Linked DNA regions of Mus musculus: all the other regions are linked to region 1. A link is a contact called in public ChIA-PET and promoter capture Hi-C data. All regions are on one chromosome and are shown on one strand. Each heading gives the region's core, a stretch centred on a gene start, on an enhancer-like site or on the middle of the called end of the contact. The rest is flanking DNA. Distances are from core to core; before and after follow the strand shown. Region 1 has its middle 11 kb from the start of Gm32492. Region 2 overlaps Nrap (nebulin-related anchoring protein). Region 3 overlaps Ablim1 (actin-binding LIM protein 1).

Region 1 (2,888 bases), core at 345-2,844:
TGGCCACAAAATGGCTCCTGTCCCTGGACCTAAGGGTGGTTGTATGTTAGGCAGCTGTGTCTGGCTCCTCCACAGGACCCACCTGAGCTACTCTAGCCAGGTTTGAAGATGGACGTGAACACAAAGGACTGCAGGGGACTTGCAGAAGGCACACGTCAACTGCATGTGGAAAAAGACTTCTGGGCTCCTGATGCAGGGAGTCAACATGGCAGAGTGGCCTGTGCAGCCCCTGAGAAGAAACAAGGCCTAAAGGATGTTCAATTTCTCATTTCTACTTTTAGGAATGGATGGTATTTTGTTGGGGCCGGGGAGGGCCAGAGCAGGGCTGGGAATATAATGCACAGACTTCAATACATAAATGTGTAAGGTCTGCCTTTGTTTCGAAGTACGACCCTGATGAAGGACCATGGCATTTTGCTCATTATTAATGTGCTTTGAGAATGAGATTTCCTTTGGAACAAAGTGGCAAATGAAAACGAGACAGGAAGTGGCCCTGTAGCCCCAGACTTTGAAAGGTGTGTGGCTTGTGGATCAGCACAGGCTGCGGCTCCTCATCCGGTGTGCAGACCTACACTAACCTGACCTGTTCTGACTCAGCGTTCACTACCTCTCTGTCCCCACAGCGTTTGGATGGTGAAATTATAACCATCCGTTTCCTAAGTTCTCGGGGGACACTGTAGTGACATCCTTTCTATGGAGAACACCAAATTCAGAAGGATTCAGAACAAGGAGACTCTTATGGAGAGCTACCGTCCACCGTAAGTAAGAGCCAGTCAGTGGAGAGTCACAAGGTCAACTACTCAATTCAGCCGAGGGCCATGGTTGAAAGACTATAACAGAGGAAAAACTCAAACAGTGGAGAGAAAACTCATGGTCCCGGGCATGCGGCCATCTCCTTTGTGAAGTGTAAGCATGAACACAGGGAGTGAGGAAAAGCTGAGAAGCCACAGGAATTAGGCCTGCAGAACTATCGCCTGGCCTTCCTGACAGAAAGAAGTAGGCTGGTGTATGGGAGCCAGCCGCTAAATGTTCCCTGAAACTGCAACACCTCTGAGAGTCAGTGGTTAAACTGTTACAAGTTAGCCACGGCGAGGTATTTACATGGTAGAAATCAGTTAACACTGTGGGTCCTCTCCCATCTCCTGGCACACAGAGAGCAGGCCTGTGAAAGTCCTGCTGACAGCACCTAGCTATCTGTGAGCCGGCAATGGTAACTCTCACCACACACAAACCTGAAGCTGACGGTGACCTTAAAGTGCCTCATTGTACAAAGCAGCAGCCTCTGCCAACATCAGCTCCAAAGTTCCAGGAACAGACTTGGCTCTCACCTACAGCTAAGCATGCTGAAAGTCTCCAAGGGCTTCCAGGGCTTTGTCAGCTACATCCACACACCTGACGCTTGCTTAGGACCACAGACAGATCTTCTCACATGCATGCGTGTGTCATATGAATCAGATATCTCCTGAATGACTCCCCTGGGCACCGCATTTCACTGAGCAGCCGTTGTCCCAGGGACGGGCCCTCTGGAATGAAGGGAGCAGAGACAGGAAGGACTGCAGATATCTGTCGCCCCTGCACATGATCATCTCTTGCAGCTGTTGTAGGCTGTTTCCTCCAGGCTGCCTTGAATGAGAGCATCTGTGATCACCCACAGGAGACACTCACCAGGACCAGCCTATCAACATTCCCTTACGGGTGGAGAGAGGACTGCTAGGCTAATGAGCCTTTACAGATCCCCACATGAACCCAACCCTTACCCAGGTCATGTAAGACCTAATACGTGGACTGGGGATTGGGACCCCAAAGAGTCTTTAGTGCTACATCTTTTCATGATTCATCCACGCCACAGATGGGGCTCTTCAGCGGCATAGCTATTCATAAGCTGCCCAAGAGACTTCCTGTTTTAGATAGGGTTTTCCTGCTGTGAACAGACACCACGACCGAGGCAACTCTCTAATTGGACAACATTTCATCGAGGCTGGCTTACAGGTTCACAGGTTCAGTCCATTATCACCAAGGTGGAAGCAGGGCAGCATCCAGGCAGGCATGGTGCAGGAGGAGCTGAGAGTTCTACATCTTCATCTGGAGGCTGCTAGGAAAATACTGCCTTCCAGGCAGCTAGGGTGAAGGTCTTAAAACCCACGCCCACTGTGACATACCTATTCCAACAGGGCCACACCTTCTAAAAGTGCCACCCTGGGTCAAGCATAGGCAAACCATCACACTTCCCAAAAGGTCTAGGGGCCTTTGAGTTACCCATGCACCCGGAAGTAACTGCACACAAGCTCAGGTTCAGGCAAAGCTGGACGGGATCCTTTCTCTGGTCCGCGCTTCCTCTCCGCCTAGTGCTAACAGTCTTCACCACAGCCGTTTGCATCTGCTCTTCACAGCTCTAACAGCTCTCTGGCTGGCCTCATCTAACACCCGTCATTAAATATTGTACATGATGGGGGAGTATTCCCTGCGGTGCTTCCTCCTCTGAGCTGAAGAGCGGGTCCACCTTTCTCCCACAGCTAACACTAGGACTCCGTGGTGTCCAGACACAGGGTCAGCTTAGCTCACCAGTCTCCCAGCTACTTCCTACCTCTCACCCAATGTGAACCCACTGAGTGATCTCATCTGCATCCCCAACCTGGGACTTCCCTCTTTTGCTGCCTTAACCGCCTCCCCTGATGATTTCCCTTCTACTTACAGGTGGAAGATGGGCCCACTTCAGAAGAACTGGCTGTTTTATCTGACTAGAAGATTCAGCAGGGGCCTTATAACTTCCCTCTTCTTTCTCTTCATCCCCCACCCTCTAGCACACCCAGTTCCCAGCTTCCCTGACTAAAGTTTCCTTCTCCCCTAGAATGGGAGAACCCGTATACCAGAACTTCAGTTCAGCTGGT
Region 2 (3,207 bases), core at 3-2,502, 300 kb before region 1:
ATCCTCTAGTGCTCTTTCTAACAACTATAAATCTGCTGAATGGGACTTTTGAATATTTAGTAAGAAAGCTATGAGCCAACAGGGAAAGAGTTCACTTATTTGGTTCTATATTTGGAGACTGGCAACATGAGGACCATTTGCGTAGTTTCATTTTATTTATTTGTTATAAGCCAGGATGTCATGTAGCATAGGCTGGCCTCTGACTCACTATATAGCCTAGAGTGGCCTTGAACTCCTGATCTTCCTGCCCTACCTGTCAAGTTATTTATGCATATATGTGTGTATGTATGTATGTATGTATGTATGTATGTGTGTCTGTCTGTCTGTCTGTATGTGTGTATGTATGTGTGTATGTGTATATATGTGTGTGTGTATGTGTGTATGTATATGGATGTGTGTGTATATGTGTGTATATGTGTGTATGTATATGGATGTGTGTGTATATATGTGTGTGTATGTACGTATGTATGTATGTGTGTTGGTATGTATGTGTATATATGTATGTGTGTGTATGTATGTATGTGTATATGTGTATATATGTGTGTATGTATGTGTGTATATGTGTGTGTTTATGTATGTGTGTGTATATGTAAATAGGTTATAGATAGGTGCCGCAACCAGCTGCATTATTTTTAAACAAAGCCGCTGCACTCACTGTCTGAGAGGAAAAGGGGGACAGTACAGAAGGATAGCTCTCCCCAGTATACTCACCTCACTCACAAGCTTGCTCACACTCTGAGCTCGCTTAAGAACCAAGTTGTCCTGGGCTGCAAGGGAGTGAAAATGCGCTGCACCTTTCATCTTATGGAAGTCCTGCCGGTATTTTATCTGAAAGAAACACACAAGGGGGAATCTGGAGTTGTGGTTGCCACGTTAAGATTAACTCAGTAGGGCTCTCTAAAGGAAGGAAAGTTCCTATGGGCTTTAAAAAAAAAAAAAAAAAAAAAAAGGTCTTATTAAATTTAGAAAGCACTTGATTCTTTTTGTGCTAAAACTTTTCCTGGCTCTGTCCACACACTTCCCGATACTGCCTAGAGGAAGAAGACAGGTTCTTCAGGCCACCATGGCTAAGAGAATAAACTCCAACCACAATTTGCCCTAAATTTCAACACCATCTCTACAGTGTCTCAGAGGAAGGAGTAACGCCTTGCATTTCCCATCTCAGGGCAAAGGTGACGCTGTTCCAGGTACCCAGGCACTCACTGAACAGTGGCAGAAAGAATGAATGCTAGGGACCAAGTCCAAGCTGGCATGTTAAGAACTGCGGTGAGCACCACACTCTACCAAGTTTAATTATAGCCCGTCTCTCAAGGACCGATTGCCAGCTGCCTAATATTCTTTAAATAAACTTATCACTCACTGGGTCACGCCCAATTTGATAATACACGACTTCTTCAGTGAGCTTTCCCTTCAATCTCACACTGGCATTTTGGCAAGGCTCCCCTCATCCCCGCTGACCTGCTTGCACCAGCATTTGTACATTTTGAAAATGGCCTAAGTGAGCAGTAGACTTTGTCCAACTGCATTTCCATGCAAACAGATAACACAATCAAAGTCTATAAATAGATCAATAAGAGAGTCTGCGTTTGGACCAGAGGCTGGCCTCGAAGTCTGCTTTTGCTTGGCTCTAGGAGATGTGTGTCTGTGCTTGGCGTTCAGCAAGTGTGGCTGTCAGCATCCCATAATCCACACCTCAGTGGCTCTGCCAGCACTTACGTCACTAACAAGTTCATTGGCCTTCTTGGCGTTCTGATACGCTGGGGTGATCATGGCCGGGAAGCTGCCCTTTCCTCTGGGTTCATCACACTCTTCTGAGTAAACCTGGTGAGCCAATCAGAAACTTTGATCAGTAATGTGTCCCTCCTGGCACGGGTGGGGTCAGCAGTGATAACCCCAGAGACTGATCTCAGAAAAGCTCATCCAGAGATGTACATGTGGTGAATAAGATACTAGAGCTTGGAGCCTGGACCACTATATCATACATATGTGTATACATACATACATACATACATACATACACTATATTATAATACATTATTTCATACATACATGCATACACTGTATCATACACACATACTCTATATCATACATACATATACTATATCACATACATATGCATACAAAGATGCATACACTATAAAATACATGCACGCACACATAGATGAATATACTATATCATACATACATGCATACATACATATATATATACATACTCTATATCATACATACCTACACCATACCACATATACATGCGAACAGATGGAAACGTCCTCTTATTGGCCAAACCACCACATTAGCATAGGTTAATTTTTTCTTTTTTAAGGACTTGGGTTCTTCACCTAAGCAGATGAGCTGAGCTCTGTATATTGCCTGCACCAAGTCCAAACTCTGATCACATGTCCAACACTGTCACAGCTGTAGGGAACAAAGAGCTGGCCTTGGAGAAGACCAGCTCTGGGAAGTGTCATGTACCTGGCCACATCGGTCTACAGAGTCCTTTGTCATCCCACCCTCGGCTCCGACAGGACTAGCCATTCCCTTCATTTCTCTATGATATTGTTGATGGTACCTCACCTGTTTGGAGTAACAAAAAAACTCAGTGAGTCCCAATATAAGAACCACAAAAGGTAAAAAACAAAAAACAAAAACCAATGCTTTGTGGCATCTTCAGTCTCTGCTTAGGTCTAAGGAGAATGCCATAGACAGAAGTAGCACTGTCATGGGGAAAATGATTGACAACTATGAATAAAAGGTAGTTCTTGCCTCTTAGTAATATATAAAAGCAGACAGGAAGTTGGACCTCCCAAACCAGATTAACTTCTTGCTTCCTCCTTAACAAGACAACACAACCCAGGTACTTACATCACTCGCCAGCTCAGTGGCCCTTTTGGCTATCTGATAAGCTGGTGTGATCATAGCAGGAAAACTGCCTTTCCCTCTCTGCTGCCCACCGTCTTCTGTGTACCTCACCTGGAAAGTTAAAAAGAGAAAAACTGAATGACCTACTGCGGTTGTTCTGGGGGCTCTGAGCGGGAGTCCTCTGAGAACTCCGGAAGTCCTGCCTATCGCCTTGGACGGTTCTTAATGTATGGAACAGCTTACAGCTGGTGGGCCTCACTCATCTTAGCTGCCTGTTCGTACCCAGCATGATGCCTGGCTCCTGAAGACACACAGTGTGGGGTTTGGCCCATCCTTGTGTTGCACCTG
Region 3 (3,235 bases), core at 697-3,196, 450 kb after region 1:
AGCCAAGAGTCCATCTCTAGGTTCCCTGTCACCTTTCTCTAAACTACTTGGTCTCTGCTTATCCCATCAGGCTGAAGAAATGTGTGAGCACTACAACTCTGGAGGTGGGGTGGGGTAGGGATATGGTATGCTCAGTTGATACGATGCTTGTCTGGCACGCACAACCCCAGCCCTACATACAGCAGGCATCCTGGTCCACCCCTGCAAACCCACCATTCGGGAGATGGAAGTGGGAACATTAACGATTCAAGGTCATCCTCAGTCACACAGCAAGTTCAAGGTTAGCCTGAGATACCTGTGTCCTGTCTCAGGACAATGCTAAAGAACTCAAAAGAGAACCGGCAGAAGCTAGCGCAGGATGTTGTTCTGAAAGCTACACGCATACTTTGTGTCTGTGAGAGAAAGACGCAGCCCCAAGGAAGCCGAGGTTCTCCAGGAAATGTTAGACAAACAACAAGAGACTCAGCTATACCTGGACAGGCTGTTTGGGACCCTTCTCTGTTGAAAGCCCCCTTGGGTATATATATGGTAGCACCTTTAGGAGAATTATATACAGTGGCTTCAGCTCTGCTCCAATATTTACAATCTTTCCACATTAGGCAGTCGCTGCGGTTTCTAGAATCGGATGAACAAAAGCTACTTCCACAGCAAGTCTTTGCAGCTGGAAACACTAATATATTTGGAAATGGTATTCAGAGATGTAATTAAGGCAAGGGTCTTGAAGAGACGATTTGAGTGATGGGCATGGCCTTATATAGAATGATAAGTGCCCTTTTAGGAGAAGGGTGGAAAGGTAGCTGGCAGAGGAGGTGGTTCACCTGGAGTGATGCATGCCGGGAAGCTGGAGATCACCAAGAAAAAATTCCCCCAGTGTTTGAGAGAACAATGGCCCTGATGATACACTGTTATAAATGTCTAGACTCTAAAAATGAGAGAATAAACTGTTTTAAGCCATCACTGTTGCAACCCATGCAGAAAATAAAACCACTGATATACTGATACAATGAATTTAAGACAAAAAGACAGGGTTTGGAGTATTGATGGCAAAGCTACACCGAGAATGGTTCCCCAAGCTTGGGGGAGGTGGGGCATGGAGACTGGTCCTGCTTTCTCCTGGTGACCAAGCCCAGCTGAGTCACTAGCAGTCACATGTCTTGTGCTAGCCCCTGCAGAACATTTTTCTGGGTCACACACCCATCTGAGGAGGACAGAGTCTGATGGGCGGACCTCTCATCTAAGCTGAAAGTGCAAACCACTCCCGGGCTGACTGATGTCGGAGGCTCTGTATGGAATGTCTCCAAGCCCTCAGCTCTTCAGACCTTCCCTGCCACCTGAGGTCAATGTGGGACCAGGTCCTTGAAGCCTCTGTGACTCCAGCCTGAGAGAGAAAACACAAGGGGCCAGCATGTCTCCAAAATGGCATGTTCTAGATTGCAACTATATTTTATAGATTCCTTCCTGTAGCTGTTGAAGTGAATGTAAACACGCATGCAAAAACAGACAGGCTTTTTCCCTCCCAATGTTTTTGGGGAACACATTTCCATGTGTTGACTAAAAAAATTAAAAAAAGGTTGATTTGAACACAGGACCTTAAAAACTTGGGTACCAAGTTCCACATCTTCCTGCCTCTTTTCCTTACTATACCCTCACACCCTTCTTGGTTTTTAAATTTTAGATTCAAGGCAAAATTCATGTAGTCTAAAGTGCAGCACCTTAGAACCAACAAGCTGGAGGCACCCAGCGAACTACCAAGGCCACATAACTACCTCTCCTATCTCATTGCTGGGAAGCCTTTGCATTTGTGTCATGGAAACTCTCCCAGAAACAGTCACTACTGTTTTCTCCCCAGCCCTTAGCAAACAGCAGCCTGCTTTCTGTTTCTAATCACTAGGCCTTTGGTGATGGGCTCCATGTCTGGGTGGTCTGACCACCACACTTCCTGCCTGCCATCTTTCACTTATGGTGCATCTGTGGTGTAGCAGGTTATCACTGCTTCCCGACATCTACTGGGGCATGACTGAGCCGCTTCCTCCTCCCTCTGCCGTCAGTGGTGGGTGGGGTGTGTGTGTGCACAGGTGTTTGAAGACTCCCATTTATTCTTTCCACAGAACACTGACTCCATCCTGTGATTCCACAGCTATAGAGCCTACGTCCTCCTCAGTTCTCTCCACAAAACTCAGACTTCTGAGTGTGACCCTGGAGGAGTCCTCCTCCACTTCTCCTGCTCGGTACCCCACAACGTGCTTCTTTCCTTGTGTGTCCTGTGTCCTCGCCACGTGGTCCTCTTTATCAGAGCGTTCTCCCTCAGACTGTTGGGTGACCGTACTTGACAAGAGTCTCATCCTCATCTCCTCAGGACAGTTAGTGGTGGTGACCCCTTGATGTTTGGTGGGAAGAACTTGTAGTGGGATTCGGGGAGATTACTCTTAACCTTTGTTGTGATATCCCCCCAGAGTGGCCAGAAACACCATAGGGACTCCCACGATAGACAGCCCATGTCTCTAAAACATACTCTACTGGCTGTATGGAATCAGCACCCGAGGGACCCACATGATGGCTTGGTAGATCAGCAGGCTGAAGCTGCCAGGTTCCCTGGCTCTGCACATTCTCTCTGCCCTACGGACAGGAAGGTGTGTGTGTGTGTGTGTGTGTGTGTGTGTGTGTGTGAACTGTGACTTTCCCCTCCAGCTTGATGAGCCCCCAAAGCTCTGTGAGAAACAGGGTTTTCTCTGAACTTTGATCCCAGAATTCCTCGCTGCAGCCTCTCTCATCAAAGAGGTGTTAGCTAGGCCCAGAGGCAGGTGCTGGCAGAGGCAGGTACAAAGCTCCGGCTGGAAGCAGTCACACCTGAATTTGACAGGCTTCCTTCAGCTCGGTCACAGGGTTCTCTGAGTCACAGCGGATGTGGCTTTCTAAGGGCAGAGAAGTCAAAACCTTCACCTCGCACCCTCCCTTCCTTTCTCAGACTCTGAGCTTCTGAGGTCTCCACAGATAGCACACATGTGCAAACACAGATGTACACACAGGGTCTGACATCATATTCTTACTCTTAAAAAAAAATGCCTGCTTAACTCCCAGGGAGGGAGGTCTGTTCTTTTCTCTATCATTCCAAGTTCCCCTTGGCCTTTGGAAGAAAGGTAAGTACAACACACGAGTCCTCTCAGACAGTCACCCATGGCTACTCTCCTTCCTCCTCAGGAGGAGACACACAGGATGAGGGCTCACAGGCAAACAG

Evidence for each region. Promoter capture Hi-C pulls out the DNA fragments that hold promoters and counts their contacts. ChIA-PET counts read pairs in DNA pulled down with a chosen protein or histone mark.
Region 2: a contact with region 1 is called in a promoter capture Hi-C map of liver, with 2.8 times the contacts expected there. The contact joins two enhancer-like sites. A contact is called at or near these places in 11 of 39 promoter capture datasets (the 3T3-L1 cell line, the C10 cell line, the HPC-7 cell line and 8 more), 1 of 484 Hi-C or Micro-C datasets (liver) and 1 of 9 other capture datasets (liver).
Region 3: a contact with region 1 is called in an RNA polymerase II ChIA-PET map of memory CD8 T cells, with 55 read pairs. The contact joins two enhancer-like sites. A contact is called at or near these places in 2 of 115 datasets of contacts at active chromatin or transcription factors (effector CD8 T cells and memory CD8 T cells).

The regions. Positions count from the first base shown.
Region 1 is chr19:56,678,862-56,681,749 of GRCm38.p6, forward strand. No RefSeq gene overlaps it. Among named protein-coding and RNA genes, the nearest start is that of Gm32492, 11 kb to the left of the region's middle. Within about 2 kb of position 1,595, at least 41 of the 459 cell types and tissues checked have an H3K27ac peak or open chromatin away from gene starts, as enhancers often do. A contact at or near this core is called in liver and memory CD8 T cells, where this site is marked.
Region 2 is chr19:56,377,344-56,380,550 of GRCm38.p6, forward strand. Nrap (nebulin-related anchoring protein) reads right to left here. Exons shown (of 42, transcript NM_008733.4): 8 at 2,863-2,970; 9 at 2,473-2,574; 10 at 1,717-1,821; 11 at 712-828. Among named protein-coding and RNA genes, the nearest start is that of Nrap, 11 kb to the right of the region's middle. Within about 2 kb of position 1,253, at least 10 of the 459 cell types and tissues checked have an H3K27ac peak or open chromatin away from gene starts, as enhancers often do. A contact at or near this core is called in liver, where this site is marked.
Region 3 is chr19:57,129,610-57,132,844 of GRCm38.p6, forward strand. The region is part of intron 6 of Ablim1 (actin-binding LIM protein 1); the gene reads right to left. Among named protein-coding and RNA genes, the nearest start is that of Ablim1, 85 kb to the right of the region's middle. Within about 2 kb of position 1,947, at least 70 of the 459 cell types and tissues checked have an H3K27ac peak or open chromatin away from gene starts, as enhancers often do. A contact at or near this core is called in memory CD8 T cells, where this site is marked.